Linked DNA regions of Zea mays: all the other regions are linked to region 1. Evidence: chromatin contacts called from public Hi-C data. All regions are on one chromosome and are shown on one strand. Each heading gives the region's core, a stretch centred on a gene start, on an enhancer-like site or on the middle of the called end of the contact. The rest is flanking DNA. Distances are from core to core; before and after follow the strand shown. Region 1 holds the start of LOC100382198. Region 2 holds the start of LOC100286302 (NEDD8-conjugating enzyme Ubc12-like). Region 3 holds the start of LOC100276287.

Region 1 (3,111 bases), core at 325-2,824:
GTGGATGGCAGGTGGGCCCGTCATGCCATTGACGCGCGAGGTCAGCGCGCGCGGAGAGCCGAGATGGGCCATTGCGCGAGAAGATGTAAATGGGCCGACTGGGGTTTTGGCCCATCACGCATTTTCTTTTTCTTTCCCTTTTTCTTTTTTTGTTTTGTTTTCTTTTTTATTTTTAGATTTCAAATATTTGAATTCAAATTTTGTTGTGAAGTTCATACTTGGATTAAATGCACAAATTCAAATACCAGTATGAACAGGTATGTTCATTTATATATATTTTCTTTATATTTGTATAGTATTTTCCTTTTCTCTCCTATGTCACTTTAAATTTCTAGAGTTCAAATTAGGTCAAACCCTAATTCCAACATTACTATCTCATTATTATAATTAAGTGCACAAGCAAAATCTTCAACATGGTGCATATATTATTTATGTATTTTTTATTAATTTATTCACCCAAAATATGATTATCTTTATGTTCTCATGAGTAAGGGGCAATAATATAAGGAGATTAGGGTAATACAAGCAAAATCTTTTTCTTATTATCCACAAGTTAGGTATTACACCGTGCCTCCTCCTCCCTCCATCGGCAACCACTGATGAGGATGTATTTTCACTTGTAAAAACCGTCTTCCTGTAGCTAGAAACCATTTTCTACTCAAACATCACTAAAACTCTACAACATAGTTGATCCATCCTAAAGATTTGGAGTAAAACTACTCTAAAATAGAACAAAGTAATGCCAAATATAGATGGTTTTCTTATAAGGCACTCCTAAAATCGAGGTTCGTTATCTATCATCGAATTTTATTTTTTTCTAAATGACACTACCGTCCATTTAATCCATATGTCTTTTAGTTAAGATTTTTTCCCGTAAGAGCTAGTTTGGAAACTCAAATTCTGATGTTAAATCTCTTCCAGGATTAAAGAGGATTGGAGAGAAAATTACTTTATTTACACATCAATTCCCTTCCCGAACGGATTTGAGGTTTCAAAGTAGCCCTAAATACCACTAGCGTCCATTCAATATTGACACTTCTGCTGGGCATTATACACTGAAATAAGTCGAATTATGCAAACAGCCTTTGATTAGAAAGCCTATATCCATTTCTCTGATCTCTGTTTCGTTAAAACCAAAGCGTCGCCGTCGTCGTCGTCTATGTTGCGCACACCATTCTGCACTGAATTCGTCTAGAACCTGCAATCGTCAGCGTCCATCTCATCCACACCACAAAAGGGTCAAAGACCACACGGCGAACAATTTTTCCCCGTTGGCCATTGACGGACAAACGCGTTCTCCCTGAAAAGCATGCTGTGAGGCTCGATATCGCTGCGGCTGTCGTGCTCCCGCAGCGCACAGGAAGGTGAGTGAGGAGGAAGAAACCGCATGCAAGGGGACGGGAGTACGGGACCGGCGGGCGGAAGACGAACGGGATTCCAAAAAAACGACTTGTCGTGGCGGAGCGGAATCCACAATAGCGACGAGCCGTCGGGGTCTGCCGGCCTGGATGCAAACCAGTCTCGTCGTCACGGACTCCCGGAATAAATACTCCCTCCTGCGTATAGCTCTTCCCTGTCCTCTCATACACTTTCTCTGCTCGCGCAAAGCTCTTCCTCGTGTAAAGACGACGAGAAATTTATGTACTCTCGCACCACCTCACAAACAGACCTGATCCTCTCCGTTTCTTTTTGTTTCCCTTTTCCCTCTTCCGCGATTCCGTCGCCCGGTTCAATTTGGACGCGCGCGGCGTAGGGCGCCCGGCGGAAACCGCCGAATTCCCCTCTTCCTCGCGCGTGCTCAGCGATTCGAGGTAACAGCCTTTTATCTTCTTCCCCTTCATCTCCGCGATTTCTTGGGGGTCGGGGTCTGAATCCCCGCCGTGTGTTGCGATTGCCGGAGTGGGGTTTGCCACTTTGAGCGGTTGCACGGCCGGTTCCGGTGTAATCTCCGCTCCCCTTTGGGCGTTACATCTGGTTCTTGCCTCGATTTTGCGTTGGGATTACGGGTACGGGTGCCTACCGAAGGGGTTGGGGTTGGTGAGGAAATGACTCGTTCGATCAGGCTAACGCGTCTTTATGCGGTATTGTATAAATTTCCTTCTGTTTCTTGCGCACTAGACCGCACTAGTGGAGATTGATTGTGCGTGCATGGGGCCTTTGATGATCAAGTAAAGCAGTTGAAACAGCGTCCCCTTGGTGTTGGAATCATGCGAAAGATCATGGTTCGCCCCTCCAACTGGCACCTTCCGGCTTCCGGGCCTTGTACTGTTCCTCAGCTTAACAAGTAGGATTGCTCGAATCATGCTGTTCATGTGTTGTTCAGCGGCTTGGAATTCGGGGGGCGTGCTTCTGTACTGTTCTTGACTCTTGTGGTGTTGATTGTGGAAGCGGCGTGCTTGATGATGCAGACGTCGTTCCCGTGGTGTTTTCTTGTGTCCTGTCCTTGAGCGAGCTTCAGTGGTCCCCGCACGTCAAATTTTACAGGCCAGGGATTTTGCGAGCTGTTGTGACGGTTTCCTGAATTATGATGGGAAAAGTTGCAACACGTGGGAGACCCTGCGGGGAGTGAGGACAAGGTCAAGGTTTTGAAGCTGCGATTTGTCCATGTGTAATGCTCACATTTTTCAGATGCAACTGTTGCATTTCTGGGTGTGTTGTCTGGTAAACTAGCTACTTGCTCATCTCATTGGCATGCCACTTAATACACGACGTGGGAGGCTCGAACCCTTTTCAGTTATGGTTTTGTAGTTCTCTTTTGCACTCCATCCTCAGTTTATCTCACATAAATGGTAGCTGTCATGTTAATCTGATTATCATGTCAATTGTCAAGTCATTATCTATTTATCTCTGAATAATTGTCTGACAACGAGCCAGACTAATATGAGTGAGTCCTTTCTTTTGCTGTTTGTTTATTTACTTCATACTTAGTTGATTTAGCATAAATGTAACCTGTTATAATCTCATTGGCAAGCCACTTAATATGCAGCGTGGGAGGCTCGAATTCTTTTCAGTTATGGTTTTGTAGTTCTCTTCTGCACTCCGTCCTCAGTTTATCTCACATAAATGGTAGCTGTCATGTTAATCTGATTATCATGTCAAGTCATTATCTAT
Region 2 (3,239 bases), core at 22-2,521, 530 kb after region 1:
CATGTAGTTCTGCTAGGTGAGTGGTCGTGGTTTCTGATGAGTAACGTTGTGCTCTTCTAAGTTCACTAAAAAAATGCATTTTACAAGAGGTCTGTAGTTTGCAGAATTTACTGCAGCTAATCTTATTCAGGAAACATTAATGTGCAATCTCAGTTAATGTAGTACCTTCAGATTTTTGTGTTTGTGGACAGAGATTGCTTAAACGTTAGTACTTTGTAATGCTAGTTTTAAGTTGCTCTCTGCGAATTTACTACACATTCAAGAGATCCCAAATCAGTACTGCAGCTAAGAAAGACTCACAGTAAATTCACCCTCCTTATGGAAAAAGGTTGCAGAGGCACAATTCAACCATTCAGACATGAATGTAAATAAGACCACAAATTCGGAAAAAAGTGAAATCTTAGAGCAGGGGAAGTTCATGAAACCATCAGTTGTTGATTTGTTTCAACATCTTGTCATCCTCGCATTTGCTTAAAAATATGCTAGCCTAACCTAGTTCGTATGGAACTGTTTGTTCCTCTGTGTTGGAATTAGAAATTGACAGATACACACCAAGTTAGTATATGGATGAAAGGAAAAACATGTTCAAAAGTCAAAACTATGACTAACCTTAACCATGTTCTACCCAGCTCAGGCTATGAATATGGTTAAATCAAGTCTACTAGAAAATAACACACGACACGGTTATGAGAATCGTGAATTTAGTTATCTTCCGCCTTATTTTCTTAAGAACTGGAATACTGATCATGTCCAACTTAGTCAATGAAGTACATATGGATCGTTGTAGTTTTGCATCGTTCAAACCGACAACTTATTTTCAGAACTACACCAGCAGACTAAGAGAGGCATGTTTACCTTGCCGCTTCAGAACAGAGCTCGCTAGAGGAGCGGTGTCCTTGCTTGCACTAAGGGACCTGCAGAGGAAGAAAGCGGTGAGGATGGAGAGGGACCCTGCGGCTAGCGAGGGTCGCCCCTCTCCATGTAAAAACTAAAAGGCCGTGGGGAAGGGGTGCGCGCAAAGAAGCAAGGGTTGGGGAGCAGCCATCGCTGCGGACGGCGCGGGATCCGACCGCCGGATCCACGAATCGCGTGCGCGCACCGAAGAACGACGCGAAGCCAAACGAGGTGCGCGCACCCAAAACCGATGGGACCTGATCGGAGAAGTCGGCGCTGGCGTAAACTCACCAGGAAACGCCGGAGGGAATCGGGGAAGGGAATCGGTTTTCGCCGGAGGGGGGAGGGCGAGGCCTCTTTAGGCGAAGGCGGCGGGAGTAGGACCCGGAACAAGGAGGCGTCCGCGTGCGTCGTTCCGCGGATGGAAAAGTAAGGTAGGTTCTTCCGATTCCGAGTACATATTTTATTGAGTAAAATATATTTGTGGCCATACTTGTTTTTTTTTTTGACGAAGGGGCATAGCCCCCTATTTTATTAGAAAATAGGAACACGTTCATTATAAACCAGCACGCTAGAGAAAGACTCAACACCAGAAAGATAAATTAGTGGAACTAACTTCTACAATCTATCAAAAAATGCAGAAATCAGACTCCACTAACCACCGTCCAAACAGCACCACAGTTTTTAAGCCATGCTTATTTACAATGGATAAAGGCCAAAAGTAGCAACCCAGCTAACAACTCCCAGTTTTAACAAACCCACTAATATGGTTTTTCCAAAAGTACTTGGGTTGCGCTAATCACCAAAAGAAGCAGCAAGAGCCAAACCGAAGACTTCAGCCAGTAATACGACGATCTCTCGGACACCACCCGAAGGCCCTGTTCATCGCTTCACTTATTATCTTTTGGATGAGTTGGCTTCCTTGGACCACCATTTTTTCCTTCTCTTTCTGTCGAATGGCCCAAGAATCCAACCAAAAGCAGCAAAGAAATATTATGTTAGCAGGGTCAATCAAAAAATTTTCACCAAAAAATCAATCATTTCTGGTTCTCCAAATAGCCCAAAACATAGCACCACAGCCAAATATCAATAAGTTTGAAATTTTGTTTTTAGGATTTTTCATCCAGCTATCACAGATTTCTTCAATATTTTTTGGAATGTAATCCAAATTAAGAGCAATTTGAACCACTCTCCAAACAAATCTGGCAACAGAGCATTTAAAAAATAAATGATCAATCGATTTCATGCCACCACAAAAACAGCATTCATCAGATCCCTTCCAATTTCTTTTTTTCAGGTTGTCTTTTGTAAGAATTTTATTTCTTATCACCAACCAGAAGAAAACTTTAATTTTCTGTGGTAACTTTGACTTCCACAGAAATCTATAAGGCACCTTGACCTGATCCATCAAATTTTTCTTATATAAAGAATTGACAGTGAACCCTTTATTGCCCAAGTTCCAAATAAGTTGTCGTCTTGATTTGACAAATTATAATCAGAACATAAAGCAACTAAATCATCATAAAACCCCTGAAGATTGCCCGTCATTCTTCTTCTGAAAGAAAGAGCATCAAAATTCGAAGACAGAACTTTATTAATCGTAATATCTTTATCTATAGTCAGATCAAACAGAATAGGAAACTTCACAGCAAGAGGCCCATCACCAATCCAGAAATTTTTCCAGAAGCTAGTTCGACAACCATTACCAACAACCATCTTACAATACTTAAAGAAAATCTCCCTGAGACTTAAGAGTTTTTTCCAAAACTGAAAGTCAGTCTGTCTTTGTTTAACTGAGATAAGGGGTTTTCCCTTAATATATTTTCCAACAATTATACTTTGCCATAAACCACTAGAATTTTTCAAATTCCAAAGCCATTTTGTCAACAGAGCGTCATTCATAGAACTTAGATTCAACACACCTAAACCACCTAAACTTTTGGAGGAGCAAACCGTATCCCAATTAACCAAATGCATTCTCTTTGTTTGAGAGCCACCTTGCCAAAGCAGCCTTTTCCTGAGATAAAAGAGATACACATGTTGTCCTGTATTATTATAATTCATAAATTTTTAAAATGTATTGTTCTAGTCTTTATCATTGTTTAGGTCCCAATTGCATCCAAACAGATCGTGGTTAACATATATACCTTACATGTCAGTTGTGTATCTTTTTTTTCTCTTTTTCACATGTCCGATGAGATAAAAGAGATACACATGTTGGAGTCCATATATCAACCAGGATCTATTTAGACCTAACTGAGACCCAAACAACAATTAAGGATCGACCTAATACACTTTTAAAGTTTATGGACCGAGATGACTAAGGCTGGAAACGAGCCGAGCTC
Region 3 (3,089 bases), core at 18-2,517, 630 kb after region 1:
GCATGAGAGTTGGAGTTTGTGGTTGCATATGTATGCTATATGTTATTTTGGTGAATACATGTCGTGTGGATTAATTAATATTTAGTGTGCAATGTGAATTGAGCAAACTACAAATAAATCTTGTTAAAAAATTCACATTTTCCGTAAAAACAACAAAAACCAGTTAGTTTCGCGATTAACCGGCGGTTTAAAGCGATTTTTCACCGGTTTTTCACCGATAAACCGGTTCAAATTCAAATTGATTTGAATTGGTCAAACCAATCGATTTTTACCGGTTTACCGTTGGTAAACCGTTACCAGTGGGGGATAGTTTTTAACTCTGGAACGGTTTTGTAAACCGTAAGACCCGGTGCTGCTGCACTGTGCATGTGCTTATGTGTCGTGTGTGTGCTGCTGCTAGCCTAGGCCTACTGTGCCGTGTGTTGGTGTGTGTGGACCTTGTGTGTGACTGTAATTCCGACCCCATGGATTGGGAGCTAGCGTGGATTGTGTCTGTGTTAGAGATATCAATGGGGAATTCTTCACCGGGTTATAGTATCCCAGACCCATCCTTATCATATTTGATTTATCCTCATACTCATTCTCATACCTATCATGGGTGCAAAACTCATCCCATACTCATCCCCATTCGGGTTTCGGGTCCCCAATAGGTTCCCATCCCCAATTAAGGGATAACTAGGTACTAACAGTCAGTATAAACTATCCAGATTTCATATATCACTACATCGGCAAGCACTCATACATGAACCATGATCTATTCATCCATCCATCAAAAAAGAAATCAGTACTTCGGGACCAATAGAAGAAATGGAGAAATGGAATCTTCTTACCTTTCTTGGTCACCATCCGAGTTCGTTGGCGCCTGAGAATCTATGGTCGTCACCGTCATCCTAGGCTTCTAGCAGTCGGCGTAGTGTATGGCTGATTATTTTAGTGTTTTGTTTTTTTGCTATTCTGCTAGTTGCCTTGTGAGAGCCGGTCGGACGTGTGGACATTGGACAGTGGAGAGTGAACACTCGGTTGCTGTGTTGCTGTGTGTTTCGGTTCAGACTTTCAGTTTCACTGTTTGTGCCTTGGTGCTATGATTTTGTGTGTGTTGTTTGTCTCGGTGTTTAATATCGGGTAGTTTAATGTTATCCAAACCTGAACTCGAAATTGTGGGTAGCCAAAACTTCACGTTCAAGTTCGACTGATGAAAACCAGAAATATAAAAAAACCTCAAAAGCCCTATCCGAAAATTCGGTAAAGCCGAACTCCCAGCCTGACCTGGAGTGAGTCGAGCAGAAGCAGAGTTTGCAGTCTGAGAAGACCCCTGTGCTGTCCAGCCAACTTTTCCACCTCAGTCTTGGATGCCCCCCCTCCGCCGTCTAGATCTCCCCAACTCCTCCGTCCTCTTGCTTCCTGTCGTCGACCTCGGTGGCCGCCGCGAGCTGCGGGTGGTTCATCGCCGTCGACCTCGCCTCTCCGCTCCTTCTGCACTGCCTGTTACCGGCTTCCTGGTGGTCGACCGGTGCGGCGCGGGTCGTCAGTGAAGCTCCGACTATCCGGATTGACTCGGATCGACCTCTCCTCTCGTGGGTAAGCGACTCGAGCTTTGCCTCAGTTGGAGGTTGGAGTTCGCTGCTCGCCTTGTCCTTGGCGACCTTCCTGTCCCGTCTGCGCTGCGAGCGTTAAAATTCGATTTTTTTTTCTAACCCGGTTACCTGTGGACTCTTGAGCTGCGTGGTGTCCTAGTTATGGAGTCGAGAATCCATCTAAAATCTTGCCTAGGGTCTTCAGCGCCTCAAGCAAGGTTGCGGCCATGCCATTTTGGAGTCCATCTGGCGATATTAGCTGGCAAGGTTTAGGGAGGGTTTTGTGCTGTGCTGTGGAAAATTTGATGAGCGGCTGCGTGGACATGTGACAAGTACGTGGAAATAGACAGTGAAGAGAATTTAGCTTAAAATTGGTACAGGCCATGAACCAGGGAGCATAAGGGAAAAAAAGAGAGATAAGGCAGACAGAGCTTGTATTTCGTATTATCCCTAATAACTTGAGTTCATTTATGGGTAGAAACTGGCAAGTTCCAGGTAAAAAGTCAACTGTCCTGCTTTATTTTGTAACCTAGAACGACTTGTAGAATCTCCTACTTGTTAACTAGAGCGTTGGTTTGATTAAAATGTGTAGTTGTTTTTCATTTTTGGGTAACAAGTATATATATAGTTTTTCCCCATTTTTTTTATTTGTAAGCACCTCCATCAATATTTATTTTTACTTTGTATATGTTTTAATATTCTGTCCTTTAGTATGCACATGTAGTTTTAAACTTTGGATTCAACCTAGTGCAATATCAAGCAGTTTCTGAACTGTTGTTTGTCTTCGAAATAGTTTAATCTTCTATATATACATGTCTTTTTGTTATACAATATGGATTGTTGGTCAAGACACAAAAAAATGGTACTTTTGGCTGAAAGCCTGAAGGTTAAACTAAAATTTCCTTTTTCCCTGTGTTGTCCAGGTTTTTGGATTTTGATCAGTTATATCAGAGGAGTGCTTATGGATGATTTCATGGCTGTAGCTTGCTAGGCCCTGCTTTCCTGTTTGTACAGATACATCATGGCACCACGCAGTAGGCCTTCGTCTAAAAGGCCTCTCTGGTTCATCGTGTTGGTTGCATTTGTCTGTGCAGTAGCCATTGGAGCCTACCTTTATACTCCACGGCATTACACAGCATGTTATCTGGTACCATCAGAAGCCTGCAATTCTCGGCCTCCTCCAGAACCTGCTAGGGTATACACTGATGATGAGATCGCTGCTCGTGCTATCATGAGAGACATCATCCGGGCACGGCCAGTGCAGTCAAAGAATCCAAAAATTGCTTTCATGTTCTTGACGCCCAGTTCATTGCCATTTGAGAAACTGTGGGAAAAATTCTTCATGGTATGGTTTTTGCAGTATTTGCGAATTGCGAGTCGTAGCAAAATTGACTCAATGATTGTGTTTCATCATGTAGCACTAATATTCTCTCCTATTAGGAAAGTAAACTGTAAACAAACTCTATTTGACATACTATCTCATATAAGAACAAAGATATATCCATTGTTGCTTGC

What was found. Hi-C and Micro-C count contacts between places; a contact is called where the count stands out from the background.
Region 2: a contact with region 1 is called in a Hi-C map of ear, with 2.2 times the contacts expected there. The contact joins the promoter of LOC100286302 here to the promoter of LOC100382198 in region 1. A contact is called at or near these places in 2 of 25 Hi-C or Micro-C datasets (ear and tassel).
Region 3: a Hi-C map of tassel shows a contact between it and region 1, with 3 times the contacts expected there. The contact joins the promoter of LOC100276287 here to the promoter of LOC100382198 in region 1. A contact is called at or near these places in 2 of 25 Hi-C or Micro-C datasets (ear and tassel).

Annotation. Positions count from the first base shown.
Region 1 is chr6:96,065,329-96,068,439 of Zm-B73-REFERENCE-NAM-5.0, forward strand. LOC100382198 reads left to right here and starts at 1,575. Exons shown (of 19, transcript NM_001361632.1): 1 at 1,575-1,811.
Region 2 is chr6:96,591,971-96,595,209 of Zm-B73-REFERENCE-NAM-5.0, forward strand. It overlaps LOC100286302 (NEDD8-conjugating enzyme Ubc12-like), which reads right to left and starts at 1,272. Exons shown (of 8, transcript NM_001159189.1): 1 at 1,186-1,272; 2 at 856-914.
Region 3 is chr6:96,699,040-96,702,128 of Zm-B73-REFERENCE-NAM-5.0, forward strand. LOC100276287 reads left to right here and starts at 1,268. Exons shown (of 11, transcript NM_001150112.2): 1 at 1,268-1,578; 2 at 2,498-2,919. The coding sequence starts at 2,596.